2 separate regions of the Gossypium arboreum genome follow, and region 1 is linked to region 2. The links are chromatin contacts, called in public Hi-C maps. All regions are on one chromosome and are shown on one strand. Each heading gives the region's core, a stretch centred on a gene start, on an enhancer-like site or on the middle of the called end of the contact. The rest is flanking DNA. Distances are from core to core; before and after follow the strand shown. Region 1 overlaps LOC108475991. Region 2 holds the start of LOC108474593.

Region 1 (5,015 bases), core at 89-2,588, 470 kb after region 2:
TGGTTGAAACAGTTTTGCTCTTGTCGCGACAAGACCACGTTGTGGTCACAAAAAGGACCCCTTTTTGTTCCACTTAAAAATTTCAAACTATTTTTACTCATTTGACTCCCATATGCTACTGGAGGTTCGCAACTGCTTTCGTAAGCACGATTAGAACCTGAATGTGTTTCTAAAATGTTTTAAGAAGTTTTAAAAAGTTTGTCACTGAATCTTGGAGTAAACTTTAGTATTTTGTTTGTATCATATTAAAATTTTGAACTATGATATTGTAGTTGCTTCAGCAACGAATGTGACATCTTGCATTCGGACCCGGTGACTGAGTTGGGTGTGGAGTTTCACATAAATCGTCTCTCAAACTCGTATATAAACTTATAAATTCTAAAATCTAATGTTTTAGTAATTATTCACAACTCAAAATCACTAAATCTCTCATCTAAAATCTATCAATAATCTCACAAATATCAACTCCGCTTTCTCATTCTAGAACTCAACCCAACCTTTCACGAATTCTACTCTAATCTCATTAGTTGACTTCTACTATATTAATACTAATCTATAACATAAAATCACTCAATTTCTCATCTAAAGAAATCAAGGAACTCAAGAATCAAAGTTCTCTCCCTACATTAGATAAGATTAATGAGAATGCGAACAAATAGAGAAATTAATTAAAGCAATTGAATGTTGAAAGATTTAGTTGAAATCTTACTTGCCAAACTTGAATAAACGAAATTGGATTAAGAATTGAAGAAGAAAAGATGAAAGAAAATTGAGAGAATTTGATCGTCATATTTGTCGTAAGCTCTCGTGAAAATGAGAGCCTCATAAATCATTCCCTCCTATTCAAAATAACAAATTGGGATTTTTCTTCTAATGGCACATTGGTCAAACTACTTAATAAACCCTCCCATGAATGCTAATCATAATTCTAGTCCTAAGACGTTTAACCCTTCCATTTTGATTTTCTTAAAAAATAATCTATGCCTCAAATCCCTAACTCTTTAATTCTATCTAATTGAAAGAAATTTAACCTTGAAATTAAATTATACTAAGTTATAAGAATAACCCAAAAACTTTTCCAAGAATACATCTTAGTTTTACTTCACGGAATGACTCAAATTTCTAAATTTCGGAAAAACTCAAAAACTATTCTAAGAATACATCTTAGTTTTACTTCAAGGAATGACTCAAATTTCCAAATTTCGGAGAAATTTTCGAGTCATTACATGGAAAAAATGAAAATGATTAAGTTGCAACAATTTCCCTCATCCATCAAGATACAACAAGGGAAGATATTGCTAGCATACAAGGAGCGACCCTGTTATACAAGAACTCAACAAAGTTTTAACATCGAAAATGAAGATACTTGGATGATCCCAACAATCAAATTTGTTTTGATGGAACCACATTATAATGTCAATTCATCTTATACTGGCTAATATTAACCTCTTAGATATATATTAATAGACAGATATACGGTCATCACTCGGGAGTGAGAACATTTGCCCAAAAGGAGGTCCTGCGCTAATGTTATTATTGACCTACTCCTCAAAAAGACGCACTATATCTAGTCATGAAGTGTGAGCCCTGCCAGAAACTCTCATCCTTCTCCAGCCAATTAACCCTCCAATTTTGCTACTCGAGGTAGAGACATTTTGGGCCCTTTTCCTTTAGCAATTGACCCTCTATCCACATTTACCCTTTAATAGTAATAATGAAGGAAATTGGATTGTTGTCTTGTATAGATTCCTTAGGCAAACTTCTAATACGGGTGCATAATACAACAACTTTATATACTTCTAATACTTTGTTTAACGGAAATTTAGTGCTTAATTCTTTAGGTACTCAAATTGAAGAGATTGTATAATACAAGATTAATGGTATAATTAACGACAATAAATATTACATAACATTGAAGTAAAAAAATAAAAAAGGAAAAAATAATCAAAAAAGAAAAAGAAAAAGGAAAGGGAATATAAAGAAACGATAGAACAATTGCACTTTTGCGATCAAACAATTTACACGCAATATGTGCTTCATGAAGGCCTTATAACATCACAGCATATATTTTATTTATGGGGAAAAAAAGATATTTTGAAGCAATGCAACAATAAGAAAAAGAAAAGCTACAAGTGGATGTACCTCATCTATCACACAAACAATCACAGTTGGTGAAGTCCACCTTCAATTCACCTTATCTTAACATGAATATCATCGTTTGTGAATGAACTGAACGGCTCTTGCATCCGCATCTGTATCTCTTTGATACAAATTTACGATTTATCACCTATTATCTTTTATCGTGGTTAACCTGGTTAATGCCAATATGGCTCAACTGTACATTCTCATTCCAGGAGGGATCCGCTGGAGGTAGCTGATATTCATCAGGTTTCAATGCTAGAGCAAAATCTGGCAAAGTTGGAGCCGTCTCCATGATTCTAAAAACATTACCATTGCCCAGGTTATTGTATTTGGCTTATTATGCAAAACTATTTGCCCCCGAATTTGTAATTAGAAACCATAAGACTTACTTTTCATAAGAGTAGAGATCACGGTTTATCCGCACCTTGCTAGAAGTGTCTTTCGGAATTTTCTCGGATAGATACTTCATGGTTCCCCAAAGAGGTGGGTTTCTGCACCAACAATTATTAAAAAGAAAATGCCAACTTTGCCAGTTAAAAGCAAAAATAGAGATCCAAGCCAAACAGAGCAAGCGTATTTGAATTATGGAAATTATGTTGGAACATTATTTTACCATCTCAAGTCCCACCTACGCAGCAAAATAAACATACATCTCTAGTCTATCATTATTGGGAAATTTAAATTAACTATTTGTACTTGATTCCAACGAAAATGAACCAATAAATCTTATTATCTCATAACACCATCATGCTGTCAATTAAACAAATATTCTAAGCACGAGGCAACCCACTTCAGCCAAACCTCAGAAGGCCCAGCACAGAGTTGTACTCCAAAATGCACAGCGTAATGACTTTAGACATGAAATCTAGATGAAGTACATTTAGGCGCAACTTGAAATCAATGAATCGCACACTAAAGATGTTATCTGATAAATCCTCGTTATTGAAATAATTTATTATAAGATGAGAGGATGGGAGATATTTGTCTTTGAATGTTAAAAAATGAGTCCAAAGAAGGAATATGATAAGAGTTCCATTACCAAGTTGACTAAGGCATCCACTAATTTTCAAAATTTTAAAGGCTAAAATATTAAAAGAGCCAATAAACTGTTTCAGTTTTCTTAAAGCCTTATATTTTAATTTGTATCCAAATAAACCCTTATTCTTTGATTTGTATCCAGATAAGCCCATATTTGAAATGAAATTTTGATTAATTTAAGGTTTTATTCAAGTGCAAATTAAAGGTTACAGGTTTATTTAGGCACAATTAAAAGGTAAAAGGGTTTATTCGAGTGTAACAAAAGTATAGGAACTTACCTAGACAAATTGATTTAAGTATAGAAGCTCTTTTGTTATATTACTTTAGCCAATTTTTTTATACCAAAGCATTAACTGGCATCAGATATTAGTGTAAAGTCATAATCTAGTAAGACTACTGAACGTAGCAGTTTATGCATCATTTTATATAATTATTTCTTTTATAATAAAAAGATTGTGATGACAACTAAAGAGATTAGCTTGTGCTACCAATCTTAGGAAGAGTAAGAATTACCAAGGCCAAGTCTTTGGCTCATAGCTTCATATGGAGTGGTAGGATACCTAGATACGATAATTCTAGCGTGCCCAATTCACAAAAGCCTGACCAAAAACTTTTTCAAGGAAAGCCAAGCTAGTGAATTCAAAGATCAGCCAGAAACAATCAATGAATTGTTTCAGTGATGTCATTTGACCAACCAAAATATATGATTTACTAGGAAGAAACTACTAGGTTCGCCAATAATGTAACTAATTGGTTCTATGGGAAAATTTATGATGACACTAAGTGCAGTTTAGGAGGATCCTTGTCATAAAGCTAGTAGGTTTAATCATGGACAAAAAATAACAAGAAGGATGTAAAAGCTTTTACAATGTCATGGGATGGAGAATTTTAATATCTTGAAGAAATTTGAAAGTAAAATATTTTATGTATCATTTCAAATGCTAGTATTTTTAATTATTTTGTTTAGATAAATTACATTAGCAAATATGAATTTCATGAGATAAAAATAATTATAAAATTAATAGTATTTAAAATAAAAATACATCCATTATGGAAAAATATGCAATAAGGGTACCATTAGATTTTAAAAAAATATATTAAAGTTATTAAAATGATATTATGTGGTTTAAGTTTTTATTGTATAACGGGACCATGTAAATTAAATAAAAGGGTTTTCAGAAATTTTGAGAAACTACACCTTTAGGTGAATTTTGAATAAAAAGTTTAAGTTGCTTAACTTCCTTTTGAAATTTCATAGAACTTTTGAATTTTTTCTTTATTTTTACACAAACAAATAAATGTATTTTCAAATTTTATGTTATTTAAATGAAGCTGCAAAAGTGCTTCCTTGCTAAGAGATGACTTAGGAATTTTTCCCAACATATCATTTCTTTATAGTTTGATAGCTATGGTTAGAGGTAGCAATCAAGCCGATTCCAACGGGTTTAGATTGAGTTATTTCGATTCAGGTCTTTTTAGGTTTGGAATTTTTCAGGTCGAGTTCAAGCTTTTCTAGGTTTGGACTTTTCAGGATCATGTTTTTTTTTTGAGTTCAGGCATTTTGAGTCTGGGATTTTTTTAGATTCAGGCTTAGGTTTAGGCTCAGGTTTGTTCTGCATTATAATTCAAATGTTTACATCTCAATATAAATTATTAATTTATCATTATTTTTAAGTAAACTTTTGTTGGAACTTGTGATACAATATTTTTAATTATATTTTATTAAAACTATTATCCCAAATAATAAAAGTTTAAGAACTATTTTTCATTGGATAACAAAAAGGTATATTGATAAAATAATTACTAAATTAAATTAGATAATATGCACTAATATT
Region 2 (5,035 bases), core at 1,189-3,688:
ATTCTTAAAATAATTTTTTTTTTTTTGAAAAGTTGGACAGCAGGTTACAAAGTTGTCCTGTAAACAGTAGAAGAGCTTGAGGACACAGTACATTTTAAAATATCAGGTTATTAGAGATCCATTTTATATGCTTGAAAACATAGTTTTATGCATTATTTCAAGGGAATAAGTACATAAATTGTTGGCATTTAGTGACTAAGGAAAACAAAAGAATGAGGAAGTATTAAAAGAAAAGCTTCTGAATTCAACTAGGAAAATTGTGAAGAAGGGAATCCATAATTCCATACTAGTTACAACTGCAACTTCAATAAAATTTGTGGAGTTTCTTGAGAAAAATGCCAACTCCAACTAAGAGCATATTCTGTCTACTTGAAATACATTCCTGCATTTATCATTGAAGATAAAGCATATAGAAATGAGTACTTACTCTGTCAGCCTCCAGTTGCTTGTCATTTGTGTCATGCATCTTTACATCATCCATAGCTCTTGCACAAGTGTCATCTTGGACTACAGTTGAGATCACTTCAACTACAGAAAATGGTTTATCCACTTTATTGGCAGCTTTTGCTGATAAATTTTCATAACTGCTGTTTGAGGAGCATATTTTAGATTTATATTCCAACTCTTGAAGAACCTTCCTAACAACATAATAAGAGCCACCCACTTCTTTTTGAGCTGCAGTTACAGATGGGAATTTCCCACCATTCACTGATTTATACCTGCAAAAGGATAATGGGAGGACTTAATTGTGTCCTTATTAAGGAACTAATGAGTTAGAGTTTCAAACTGAGCAAACTTGACATGACAATCTTAGTTTCCAATAGTTAAATGGAAACTATTATACCAAGAGAAATGGCTCCATCTCATGGCACAGTCCAAAGACAAGATTTGAATTAGGGTTAGAATAAAGATGCACCATCCATATCAGATACTTGTTGCATCTGAATGAATAACATGTTTAACCTTCTTCAATTTGAACTGAATGGTCTTCAATGGCAGTACGATGTGAAGAGATAGAGAGTATCTATACGGCATAGTTGCAGTTAAGAAGATGATCTACTCAGATGACAATTTTATCTAAATACTGGTAATATTGTCTTCAATGGAAAGAAGACATAGGGAGAGAAAAAGAGGACGTAGATATCAATATTGCAGATCAACAAGATGATTTTCTCAAATCATAATTTTTATCCAAAAGCTGTGAACTATGAAACCCTAAGCATGTTTTGATGCACACTGAAAATTTTGCATATTCTGATTACTGTAGCTTTCCTGACCGTGCAAGACCAGCCTGGCAATTGATGGTCATGAGACAATTTCCATTTGCCAATGAACAAATATCATGCCAGACTCTTGATCTGCATGATTATGTTTTCTAACACTTTTTTTATTCAAAAAGAGAAAGGTAAATAAGGAAAAGACTTTAATGAAGAGATGCCTAAAATTGTTGGTGGTGGTTGAAGCTGGTCTTTTATGAAGGGAAATGTTAACCGGTGTGAGTTTGTTTGTTTCAAAAAGGACTGTGTACAAGAGTTGAACATTACATACATGGTAAAACAATAGCAGAACTTCTGTTCAGCAACACAAAAAGGAAAAAGAATTGTATTTCTCAACAAGATTCTTGAAGGAATAGCACCCATAAGAAAATGTTGAAATTTGGGCACTACAAACATAAAGGATCCTCAGTAGAACCACAGCATTGTAGGTGACATAATAACAACAATAATGACATAAATATAAAAACATAAAGGATGAGAAAATAGGGATTTTTTATATAAAAAAAAAAAGTAAAAAATGAAAGAGAGAAAAGCGGACCTGTTAACAAAAGATTCGATCAAATCTCGACGTTCATCCTTTGAGACTCTTTTTCGCTTGGGAGAGTCAGAAGGAGAAGGGAGAGAAGCAGCAAATGATCTTCCACGCCGTACACCAACCCATGTTGCTGTAAAAATGGAACCACAAAAGAAGACTTGTTTAGGAAGTGGATTTCCAATTAAAACAAAAAGAAAAAAAAAAAAGAGAGACTAACCAGGAGCAGCCGAGTACTTGGAGCAGAATATCCGTCCTCTTACAACCTGCATCCTTCACATTCACATACGAATCATTTTCAAGGCCAAGGTTAGGGATCAAATTATAGTGGCAGTGGGATTTTACTTTGAATTAGTTTTGATGATTTTCGAATTTGACTTGACCCTCGCTTCCTCTTAAAGAGAGTGAGGGTTTTAGCAGTGTGAGTTTTGATTTTGAAAGTTTTGAGAAAGGGACTTTAGGGGTTTTCTTTCTTTCTTTCTTTCTTTTTTCCCGTCTTTTGACCTGTTTCCGGTTCTTACACGCTGTATAAACCAGACACTGTTCACCTGTTGCTCAATTTTGGTAAATAAATATATAACTTCGGTAATAATCCGACTGATTCTCCAATCGGATTCCTTTGTCTACTATTTTCAATTCGTAAAATTATCAATCGTTTTACTATTTTAGGTCTGAACATGGGCAATTTTTTTTTTAAGTTAAAGTGTTCAACTTGATAATTATTTTTAGGTATAATTTTTTTTTTTTAAGTTAGGCATGAACATAGCAATTGTTCCCACATTAGTATATGAACTTTTTTTTTTAAGTCAAGTCTTGAACTTGATAATTATTTTCACATTAGGGCTTAATTTTTTTGTTCAAGTTAACCTTGAAAGCCCTGGAGTTTAGACCTCAATATGTGAGAACAATTATCTAATTTAACCTTCAATATGAAAATAATTATCAAATTCAAGGAATAACTTAGACAAAAAAAGTTCTAAGCCCCAATGTGACTTAGTTCAGGGTCCAATGTGAGAACAATTGTCAAGTTTAAGGATTAACTTTGACAAAAAAATGTTCAAGCCTTAATGTGAGAATGATTATCTAGTTCAAGTCCCAATGTGAGAACAATTGCCAAGTTCAAAACCTAATTTAAACTAAAAAAAAGTTTAGGCCCAAAATGAAAAATGTTGCCAAATTCAAGGTATTGACTAAAATAAGATCTTATTCCAACGGTATCTAATTTAAATCAATGGATGTGGTTGCAAGAAAGAAAAAGAGTTTATTTTAGCTGTTAGGTTAGGATACATCATTAAGTGAAAAAAATGCGTTGTTGACTTGGAACTAGTTAATCCAATTAATGAAAAGAGAGAAGGTGTGTCTCCTCTTCCAAAGTTTTGTTCCCCAAAAAATTGCAACAGTTTGCAAAAGATTCAGCATCAAGTTTTATAAAAATTCTATAAGGTGTTGAAAAGGATGTTGCGAGTGGACCTTGTCATTCTTAGAATTTCTATTAATTGAAATGATAAAAAAATGGTAATGTAAAAAAATGGAAAATGTAATTAGATCTAAAAAATCATTTTTGATATAATGACAATCTTAAGAGGATGAATGTTGCATACTATGCGTAAGTAAAGGGTCAGGGAAGGCTGTGAACAAATGGTAGCTGATAGTGAAATGAAGAAGAAGCAATATGGTTATAGATGAAGGAGAAAAAGATAAAGCAACAATTACGGTGGATGAAAGAAAAAAGTTAGAAATGTTCAAAAGTTTGTTTTTTAAATGCATTGTTTCATTTAAGTTCCAACCAATAATGAGTTGTAGTTATTCAAAAATTGAGCCTTGTTTAATTAGATATTGGTTGGGCTTTGATTATCTATATTGTGTGGGGTTGTTTTGTTTTCTATTTTGGGCAAACAATGGAAGTTGTTTTGTTTTTTATTTTATTTTATTTTGGGTTGTTGTTTAGTTTTTTTTTTTGTGATGTTATTGTAAACAAATAAAATGGATGGTTTGATTGTTGACATTGCAACTATTAATGTTATTTGGGAAAGAAAGATAGTAATCCTAACACTAAGATTGTGACACTGTGAGATTTAGTGTACATATGATAGAACTAATATTGAAAGGAAGATTGTAATGAATTGGCTTTTGAATTGTAGGCTTGGAATGGCCAATTAATGGTTTTAGGTAATGGAATTTGAAGCTTAGTTACATTGAAAAGAAATCAATCAAAAAAACCCTAAACCCAAAAAACAAATAGAATACAAGGAATCAAAATGAAGAACATGTTTAACATGAGTTGTCTTTCCAAAACGGCATGAGCAAAAAATATTCTTTTCGATTATATTGAAACTGAAATTTTAGTTAGCCTTCCTACTTTAGTTTTAAACATAAGATAGGAGTCAAATAGAAAAATATTTTGTTCAAAAGAGAAGAGTTGTAACATCCCGAATTAGGGCCTAGTCGGAACAGTGGTTTCAGGACACAAATCTGAGATAGAAATAATTATTTTATGATTCTTATGAGGTTTATGTTATGAATGCATACTTGTGTGAAAGTTTCATGAAGAAATTCTATGCATAAAATGTCTAATTGCATTTTAGGGACCAAATTGAATAAAGCGTAAAACTTGCATTCTAGAAGCTTTAAGCATGAAATTGCATTAGATTATGAATTAGAAGGTCCTAATTAGCAATTTTACCAATTTCTAAAATTTTGGACAAAAATGGACATGCATAGAAAAAATTGGAAAGAGAAACCCCAAAGGCATTTTGGTCATTAGGTAATTAAAAGATTAAAAAAGGAAAATCAAACCAAAAATGTGTCCATCTTCCTCCTTGGATGCCGAAAATCACAAAACACCATAGCTAGGGTTTTGTTCAACATTTCCAAGCTCAACAGTAAGTGCTCCTTAGCCCCGTTTTAAATGTTCTTTGTATTTTTGAAGTTCGGGTAACATGATCTACCCATTTCTAGCTATATTTTGAGCTAGGGTTCATGTATGAAAATTGACCCATGCATGACATGCTTGTATTTTGATGATTTATGGAGGAATATGAATGTTTGATGCATGGTGAACATATTTTATTAGGTGATTTTTAGTGAAAACACCTAAACAAGGGACTTATTTGTAAAAGTGTAAAAGTGAGTAGTAATAATGTGAAATAAAAAAAATATGGGCTGATATGAGGGTAAAAAAGGTTCAGCCAAGCTTGGGTAATCAAGAAAATGCATGCATTTCATT

What was found. A called contact is a pair of places that touch in the nucleus more often than the background predicts.
Region 1: a contact with region 2 is called in a Hi-C map of leaf, with 2.4 times the contacts expected there. The contact joins the enhancer-like site here to the promoter of LOC108474593 in region 2. A contact is called at or near these places in 2 of 5 Hi-C or Micro-C datasets (both in leaf).

The regions. Positions count from the first base shown.
Region 1 is chr3:72,068,778-72,073,792 of ASM2569848v2, forward strand. LOC108475991 reads right to left here. Exons shown (of 12, transcript XM_053025743.1): 11 at 2,532-2,633; 12 at 1,807-2,438. The coding sequence ends at 2,291. Among protein-coding and RNA genes, the nearest start is that of LOC108475991, 15 kb to the right of the region's middle. Within about 2 kb of position 1,339, at least 2 of the 2 cell types and tissues checked have an H3K27ac peak or open chromatin away from gene starts, as enhancers often do. A contact at or near this core is called in leaf, where this site is marked.
Region 2 is chr3:71,600,185-71,605,219 of ASM2569848v2, forward strand. LOC108474593 reads right to left here and starts at 2,439. Exons shown (of 5, transcript XM_017776566.2): 1 at 2,030-2,439; 2 at 1,816-1,942; 3 at 428-719. The coding sequence starts at 2,081.